Regions from separate parts of the Gossypium hirsutum genome. Here region 1 is linked to region 2. Evidence: chromatin contacts called from public Hi-C data. All regions are on one chromosome and are shown on one strand. Each heading gives the region's core, a stretch centred on a gene start, on an enhancer-like site or on the middle of the called end of the contact. The rest is flanking DNA. Distances are from core to core; before and after follow the strand shown. Region 1 holds the start of LOC107917957 (filament-like plant protein 4). Region 2 holds the start of LOC121205059 (BRISC and BRCA1-A complex member 2).

Region 1 (4,809 bases), core at 166-2,665, 530 kb after region 2:
TCTTTTTCTAATCGAAATGAAAACAATTTCAAACCAAGTTCAATTTTCTTAAACCGTATTCAAAGACTATAAACAGAAACATGTTCTATGATACCAAAAGCTAACTGCCTTACATATTTGGTATCGAAACCACTCAAGAGTTCAAATAAATCCTCCCAAAGATAATGCAAATCTTAGTAATTCACTGAGAAATAGAAAAAATTAAGAATGAGGATCATCAGGTTAGGTAGATTTCTTTAACATTGCATGATGGAATAATGTTTTGGTGGATATTCACCAAACTATTAATAGCCACCAAGAATGCTAAGAAGAAAGTTTAATATTTTTATTAGAATTTACTTTGACCAAATCAAATTATTAGACAGCTGTCAGAAATCAAGGTGCTCTTCTCTTTTATACTACATTTTCTCAGCTACCAAACAGAGCATCATGTGAGGGGGTAAAAAAAGGTTTCCAAGGTTGAGAAATTACAAAGCAGATTGTACTACTAGAATGAAGAAGCAGCAGGAGTTTGGTATTTGTGGTAATTTGGGACTGAAAATAACGTGAAAGAAAAAGACAAGCCATCAATTTAGAACTGAAAAGGGAAGAAGAAGAAAAAAAAAGGCACCGTGTGACATCCATTCATTATCGTACAACATAAATATAAACGCCATGGTTTTAGATAGAAACAAGTAAGATCGTCAGTGTTTCAAAGTGTTGTGAATCGAATCAGAGCAAAACCAAGTTCATCAATGGCTTCAGTTGAAATGCAAAAAGAAGATCTAATCAAAAAGCAAAAGATCTTAGAATCAAAAGCTCGCTTCATATCAGGCAAAACAAGAAATTGAAACTTCACCGACAAAAAAAAAGCATCTCAAATGAAACATTTTAGTCTGCATAAAACCTGACATCTATTTGTCTTGCAATTAAAAGAAACCAGAAAGAAACAAAAACTAAGGGCAGAGGGAAAAACATAAGTTTTCCATTTTTACTCACTACGCACTACAACTGTGCTTTCACCATCAACCTTTATGCTTAAACCAAACAAACAAGCAAATGAAAAGTTAAAAAAAAAAAAAGAAAGAACGAAAGAAAGAAGCATTTTAGAACTCGCATTATTTCATAAACTTGACTTACCTTGAGAATCAGAAATGAAAGTTTGTACAGTATAAACAAAAGAGTGTTGTTTGAGATTTAAAGTTAAGATCCAAATTTGTGGGTTTTTTGGTTATTGGTTTCAGTGTTTTGAGGAAGTGAAAGAAGTGGTGGCAATGGCGGAGGAGGAGAGAGTGGGACCGTGGTGGTGGCGTTGGGGCAATAAAGCAAAAGTTACAAAACCAGTTCGGCTTTGAGATTATTAATAGTTTTCTGCAAATAAAAATTAAAGGCCACTGTTTTTTGTTTTTGTTCATTAATTACAGGCCAGTGTTAGTTACATATACACGTACGTATACACACATATATATATATGGTAAATTCCCTCAACTCATATTAGATTTTAGGACTTTCCATCTATAAACCTTTTATTTTTAATCATATTTATATCTTAAATTCTCATTTAAGGTTTATATTTAATATATTCATAGCCTACATAATGGCATTATCTTATTTATTCTTAAACATATGATAAAAATATGAACCACTATTTTATGTATATTGTTTTAGATAATTTGAGCACTAAATATTTTTATTCTCTAATTTTATAAAAAAAGTCATTTTAGGTTTCAATTAAATTTTTTAAATTTATATTATTTATCAAATCATTTCAAAATAATTGAAAATTTTAACATTTGTTAACTTTACTCACTATACACATGGCAACCCACATGCATGTTATCTTAACAATTAACATGTACGTCAGTAATTAATTATTTTTTTAATTTTTTAAATTTTAAATAATTAATTAATTGTAGGCATGACATCTATGTTACAACCCACATATCTACCACATCAATAAAATTAACAAATATTAATTTTTCATCTATTTTTTAATAGTTTAACAAACAACGTAAATTTAAAGATTAAAAAAAGATAAAAATTAAAATAGAAAATTAAAATAACCTTATTTATAAAATTAGAAGACCAAATGAATTATTATGTTAAAAAAATTAAAAATGAGAAATGAATTTTGGCAATTCATTGTTATACCTTTTTCATGTTATAATTATTTTATATATTAATATAATTTTAATAAGTTTGTAATTTATATTAATAATTTAAATATATTATGTTTTTAAATCAAATTTAATACATTTTGGCATAGCTATATACTCACTGTGGTAGAGCAACTGCTGGGCTGTAAACGATATTTTGGAAAGCTATGTTTCTATGTGCGATTTTGGCGTACTGTAAATGTTACGACTTAGGACCGCCGTCACTACTCGTTACAGCTAATGAGGATTTGTTTTAATCAAATATTGCCTGCTACCATGCTCCGTCGCTGCATCTATTGCCATGTGTAACCGCATCTCCACCATTGAAATTGCTTCAGTCCGTTGGTATTCGGGACATGTAATTTAATGTTAGTGATTTTCGACCCCAATTGCAGGATTTTGTTGTCTACTGAATTTGGTTTTATCCTGCTCTCTAATCTTTGCTTTACATCCATCACTAATTTCTGTTTTGCTAGATTAAATTACTTCCTCAGTCATGCTAAATAGAAGTTCATTAAATAGTAATAGAATGTTGATTGCGTATTTCTTAATAGAATGTTAATGTGCATTTCTTATTTTAGTTCTTTTAAATTAGAGTGGTTCTCATTTTCGTCATTTTAAAATTAGGATAAATTATCTGTTAAATATTTTAAATAGACATTGTTATTATTTTAGACACTAAAAAATACATTAGTCTTCCATTATTATTTTAAGGGTGGAGTGACAAATTTGATCAATTTTTTTTTTGGCTATGATCAAATTAACAAAAAAAATTAAGAGTGGACCAAAATAAGAACGACCATTACCTTAATTAGGTGACATTGCAATCATACTCACCCTTGCCTGCCAAGCAACTTGCCATGAAAACCCCTTGCAATGACTCCAACACCAACTTGTTTAGTCTTTAGATCTAATAAACCATCAACATTTGTCTTAACCCAACCTTGCTCTGGTTTTTGCTAATTAACCTCATCATTACATTGATTTTCATTCAGATTAGAAGACATCCCATTATACCCAATCTCTAGGATCTCCATAGCTACCACTTCTTTCTTGCAAATAGTCCTCTTAGCATTTATTCTAGCCCCTTGCATCATCATCTCACAACGCATCTTCCATATCATCCACTAGGTAAGGATTATTCTAATTTTCAACTCTTCATCCCTAATGGACTTCATTATTTCTACAAACTAGCAAACAACATCGTCCACATCTCCTTTGTTAATTCTAAGTCCACTGTAAGCCTCAAACCATACACCCCTCACCCAATCACAGCCAAAAACAAGTGCTCCAAAGTTTCCATTTCTTAATAGAATGTACTACAAAAATGGGATCTAAATTTAACTCTCTTCCACAAATTGAAACTACTAGAAATAGCATCAATACAGACCCTTTAGAGAAATACTTTTATCTTACTAAGCACCTTCAGATTCCATATAAAGTTCCAAATAGATTTATTAATAACATATGATGATGAAGGCCTCAAAGTGTTGTTTCCCTTAGCTTCCTTCTTGATTATCTTGTAACCAGATTTGATAGAGTAGCAACCTGAAGCATTATGTGGCCATATCAGTCTATCTATACCATTTGGATCCCCTAGGAATATTAAGAATTACTTCATTCTCCTCTCCTAAAAGCCAATGTTCAATAGATGACAAGTTCCAAGTGCCCTTCTCTTTGTAGATAATCGCAGTCACTTTGCTTACTAAATCTTCTTTTAGAATGCCCGGATGATGGATTCTATCACCCCTTATTCCTCTAACCCATCTATCTTTCCAAATTCCAATAGTTTCTCCATTCATCACCTCTCATAAACATTAGCTCCTTGAGAACTCATGAACCTTCCACCAAGCTACTCCATGTCCAAGATGCTCTAGATCCTTTCTCTGCCTCCATGATAGATTTGTGGGGAAAGTATTAACCTTTCAAGACCTTAACCCATAAAGATCTTGGTTTAGCAATCATCATCCATCTTTGTTTAGCCAACGTTGCTAGGTTAAAAGCTTCAAAGTCCTTGAACCCCATTCCTCCTAAGACTTCCAATGAATTTTCCTTTCATTGTGAATTTGCCCCACCAAAAATTAGCAATGGCCTAATTTATTTCCCTACAAAAATACTTCAGAAACTTGAAACATGCCATTAAGTAAGTTGGAATTGCACATGCTACAAATTTGATCAGGACCTCTACTAGATTGATAGAATCTACTTCTTCCAACATTTCAACTTTGCCAACAATCTTTCCTTGATGTAACTCAAAGCATCCATCCTTCTTTTACCCCACAACGTAGGAACACCAAGGCATGTCTGAGGATTCTTGTAAAACTGGACTCCATGTTTGTTGGAAAATCGGGTTTGGAAAATGCAGCGAGAAATAAGTTTAAGGGGAAAACCTGAGTTTTAAATTTTTCTCCAAAAACAAGAACTTGGTTATTATATCTAAAGTAATAAACACTTAATCAAAATTGTACATTTTTTATTGGTCTAGGATGAATGCTTCGACCAAGTAGTCTTCTTCGTTATCCTCAAGTTCACGTCTATTGAGTTTGAGCTCATTTCGAATAAAATTTTTTTTCCATAAAATTTGCAATGGGGTAATTTTGCAATTTCTCTAAATTTTTGGATCAAATTTTAAATAAAAATATTTCTAGAAATTTTCTGAGATAATTTCTTTAAA
Region 2 (4,648 bases), core at 583-3,082:
TATACAAGAAGTAAATTTGATCATTACGTGTATTTTCAGAAGCTACAAGAAGGATTTTTCGTATACTTGCTCTTATATGTTGATGATATGTTGATAGCATCTAAGAGTAAAGTTGAAATTGAGAGATTGAAGACTCAACTCAACCTTGAGTTTGAGATGAAAGATCTAGGTGAAGCTAAGAAGATCCTTGGCATGGAAATATGTAGGGATAGAGCTCATGGCAGAGTTAGTTTATCTCAGAAGCAATATTTAAAGAAGATACTACAGAAGTTTGGCATGAATGAGCAGACTAAAGCTGTAAGTACCCCGTTGGCTTCTCATTTCAAGCTTTCTGCACAACTATCTCCTTCGACAAATACGGAACAAGAATACATGTTACAAGTTCCGTATTCTAATGCAGTAGGTAACTTGATGTATGCAATGGTGTGTACAAGACCCGACATTTCACAGGCAGTTAGTATAGTGAGCAGGTATATGCATAATCCTGGAAAAGGACATTGGCAAGCTGTGAAATGGATTCTACGGTATATTCATAAGACCATGGATATTGGATTACTGTTCAAGCAGGATACTACACTTGGTAAAGGTGTTGTTGGGTACGTTGATTCTGATTATGCCGGTGATTTGGACAAACGAAGATCAACCACTGGTTATGTGTTTACTCTTGCTGGAGGACCAATAAGTTGGAAGTCTACACTGCAGTCTACAGTTGCGTTGTCAACCACAGAAGCTGAATACATGGCTGTAACAGAGGCTGTAAAGGAAGCTATTTGGTTACAAGGTATGGTTAAAACCTTGGGATTGGTCCAGGAGCATATTAATGTGTATTGTGATAGTCAAAGTGCTATTCATTTAGCAAAGAATCAAGTCTATCATGCACGTACAAAGCATATCGATGTACGTTTCCACTTTGTGCGGGAAATTATTGATGAGGGGAAAATTCACCTTCAGAAGATTAAGACTGCAGATAATCCCGCAGATATGATGACCAAGGTGGTAACAACAATCAAGTTCGAACATTGTTTGAACTTGATCAATATTCTGCATGTTTAACAGTTGAAGAAGGCACTATCAAGTGTTGTTGACAAAGGCAGAGAGAATTGTGTGAAAATAAGATTACTCGAATCAAATCTTCAAGGTGGAGATTATTGGGAATTATCCATATTTATGGAAAATCAAAGATATGGGTATCAAATAATAGAAAGTCAAAGATATGGGTATCAAATATTGGAAAGTCAAAGATATGGGTATCGAGATATTAGCATAATAAAATCTGAATATTTGCAATATATGGTCCCTAATTGTAAAGTGACTTTGCAAGTTGATCCCTGAACCTCAACTATAAATAGGCATAACCATCTCTCATTTTGTATCTCAAACTTGCCATTCTCTACTTAAGGCATTGTTTTCTCTCTCTCTCTTTGTAAATTCTCACTTGTATTTTGGAGTGAAATATATTTGGTAGTGCCCGAGGACGTAGGCAAAATTTGCTGAACCTCGTTAAATTTTGTGTTCTTTATTGTATTATTCTGCATGAATTGTGTGTGATTGCAGTGATTTATTGTGCTATTAAATTACGATTGAGGGATATTCTGGCTAGGAAAGACCTGATACTTAAGCGATCCTTGTGATCCACCTCTCTTTCCTGGGAATTGAACTTAGTGTGATTTTTTAGTACAATAATTTTACTCTTTTACACGCTTCCGCACAACATACTATTTTGAGTAATGGAGTATAATTTAAATACTATTTATAAAAAAAAAAGAAACAGAAGTAGAATTTAAGAAAAATGAGTATAGTTTAAATATGATGCAAGCGAAATACAAACTTTCACCATAGTCGGGTAATACCGGGTCAGTGTGGCTGATAAGAGGATGCCCGTTGTCATCATATTCTTAAACTTATAACTTAAAAAGTACTGAAACATAAACGGTGGTGATTCACTGGTCACTCCCTTTTTTTTTTCTTTATTGGTCGACCAGTTGATTGCCGGCGCGTAATTCAAAACCCGTCGCCGTAAAATCATCGGCTTTAAGCTTCATCAAAGCAAGAAGCATCGAAGTGATCTCTTTGAGCCTGTTAAAGGAGCTAGGCATGTCTCTCGATGGCTTCCCTCCATTCATTTCAGCTCAGCTCCATTATCTCATCAATCACTTTCCCGACAAAATCAAGGTAATTCTGTCTAACCCTATACCCCCCCATATCTTCAAATTGCCCATTTCAATCAACGACATTAGTTCGATGAAGAGCTAGGGTTCCGTTTTAACAGTAACGAAAGTTTCAATTTCTCTTGTAATTTTGATTTGCAGGTTGAGCAAGTGTTGTCTGGTGGAAAAACCTACACCGGGGGCCTAGATCGATTTACATTGCTTATTCCATATTGCTTAGACTATATTAAATGTCTGTAAGATTTTTAATTGCAAAATGTAAGATTTATCAGTAAAACTGCTTTCTATTTAGATGATATTTTTGTTTACATTGATCCAGGGGATATTATATACAATGCGGAGTTCCCATTGGCTCCACCGGATATAATATTTGGACCTGAAGATGAAGATTTTCACCCATTACACATGACTGGCCGTGTAGGAGAGGGGGACTTGAAGTTTTGGAACATTTTGTCTGATTGGAACTATAAAGACCCGACAAGGCTACTAGCTTTAATTCAGGAATTGAGGTTAGGCTTGATGTTTACTGACACTTGCTATTGCAATGGAAATCAAAATCTTTTATGGTTGTGGGGGGAAAGATAGCCAAAATGTTCATGTTATTTTCTTGTTAAATAGGGACCGGTATATGGCCTACCAGAAGAAACGTGTTGGAGAAGTGGATGATGATAGGTTGACATTTGAGATTAGCACTATTTGTTCACGAGAGGTAATCTCTTGGCATTTGTGTTTGGTTTCTGATGGAGAATGTTTTGAAAATCCTGCTGTGTTGTTTTCTTAACCTGAATTGTGATTCTTTTATAGATATTAGTTGAGGTTAAAGTAACGAATGAGGAAATGTGCAAATTCAGAGACATTTCCTTTACCATTTTTCTCAATGTTTGTTTGTTTAATCACACGAAGTCTGTCCTTAAATGTTGACCATTTTCATGACACATTTAGCCGTAATATACGTCTTTATCCTTAATTTCCTTTCTGCATTTTGTGCATGTCTGTTTCCGTATGTATGAACTGAAAGATAAAAATTTGCCGTCATATAGTTGCATATTGAACTTTTTAGCCTCTTTAGACTCTGTTAAGTCATTGAGTCAATGAACAAAATTTTTAACCATAATTATTTGAATCTGAATGTATTCAAATTTGTCTACACATGTATTTAAACTTAGTTTACTGTTTTCCACTATTGAAGCTCTTTCATTTTATGAGATGCTTGTATCTGTAAACTGAACTAATTGGTTAGTGCCTTAACTCCTTTCTCTTTTCTGATTCCTTTACTGTGCTGCAGGGAATTGAGATGCAAATTAGTTCAGGTGCTGAAAAGGTATTCCTTTTATGGAATATGATCTTTGTAAGTAGATTATGTGTGCTTAAAACATAATTGGTTTTTAACTAAATCCATGGTGTATATGCCTTTGAATCTTAGCGTAGCCAGAAGAGGTCAAATTTGCTGTGCCTCTAATGGATATGAACATAAACAAAATGGTGCATGGGTGCCCCTGGAGACATCCACAAAAGATATACTTACAGGTACCTTTCCTTCTTTTCCCTCTCATTTATGTGTAATCTAATTCTTAAAAAGTAACTTGTATGTAATTTTATTGTTGTTAAAATTCTTTCTTCTCTTCTGTCCTCCATTTCTTCCCCACCTTGAATGAAGTTTGTAATATTGCAGGTAATATATCCCGTTGGAAAAAAGTATGCATCTACTCCTTCAGCACCTCGTCTGAAATTGATGTCAACTACTGAGCTGAGAGCTCTGTTTACAATCGAGGATGTCAAGCTTCCTTCATGGTTGGATGGAATGTGAGTTATGTAAATCATCCTGCATTTGTTGCATATCTTAAAAGATGGACACATCTTGTGCTGACAAACCTCTGTTGGTTTTTACCTTCTCATTTGAAGGTGCATGGCTGAATATCTTCCTCATCTAGAAGAATCTCTTCAGAAACAGGTTGGCTCCTTTTTGGTCATCTAGGTTTGCTTTCAGTTTGTGTAAGAGTAGGAGTGATCTGTAATTGTTCTCTAGGTCCTGGAAGCTGTTTCATTAATTGACATAAGAAGACACTTCATAGAGGCATTAGCCCCATTGTTTGGAAGACCTTTGGAAGCTGATCCGGTGTGCACTAGTCTTGCCATTTATCTTTTTATATGAAGCATTAGTTTATTTAACATTGATTGTTAGTTTCTCATTGCTTTCCTTGGCAGGTCTTTTGCAGAAAGGCAACATTTCTTGCTTCCTCTGGATCCTTTGTTTTCTTGGTACCATCAGATAATTGCTGATTCTACCATTTTCTGTTTAGACCAATGGAGGACTATTTCAATAAACATGATTAAGTTCTAGACTATGATTGCATTTGATTTTAGTGCAATAAGTTTTTGGATCAAACTTCTAGTACCCATATTTTTTTACTTAACTCGGTCTCTGCTAAAAGTCAACTTTTGATAGTACTGTTGTTGTAGGTGCACTTCCATATTTCAAC

What was found. Hi-C and Micro-C count contacts between places; a contact is called where the count stands out from the background.
Region 1: a Hi-C map of leaf shows a contact between it and region 2, with 4 times the contacts expected there. The contact joins the promoter of LOC107917957 here to the promoter of LOC121205059 in region 2. A contact is called at or near these places in 2 of 34 Hi-C or Micro-C datasets (both in leaf).

The regions. Positions count from the first base shown.
Region 1 is chrA01:22,427,763-22,432,571 of Gossypium_hirsutum_v2.1, forward strand. It overlaps LOC107917957 (filament-like plant protein 4), which reads right to left and starts at 1,416. Exons shown (of 6, transcript XM_016847403.2): 1 at 1,120-1,416.
Region 2 is chrA01:21,898,588-21,903,235 of Gossypium_hirsutum_v2.1, forward strand. It overlaps LOC121205059 (BRISC and BRCA1-A complex member 2), which reads left to right and starts at 1,833. Exons shown (of 13, transcript XM_041075994.1): 1 at 1,833-2,172; 2 at 2,310-2,400; 3 at 2,488-2,677; 4 at 2,787-2,877; 5 at 3,454-3,489; 6 at 3,597-3,695; 7 at 3,841-3,971; 8 at 4,071-4,119; 9 at 4,195-4,284; 10 at 4,374-4,427; 11 at 4,629-4,648. The coding sequence starts at 2,095.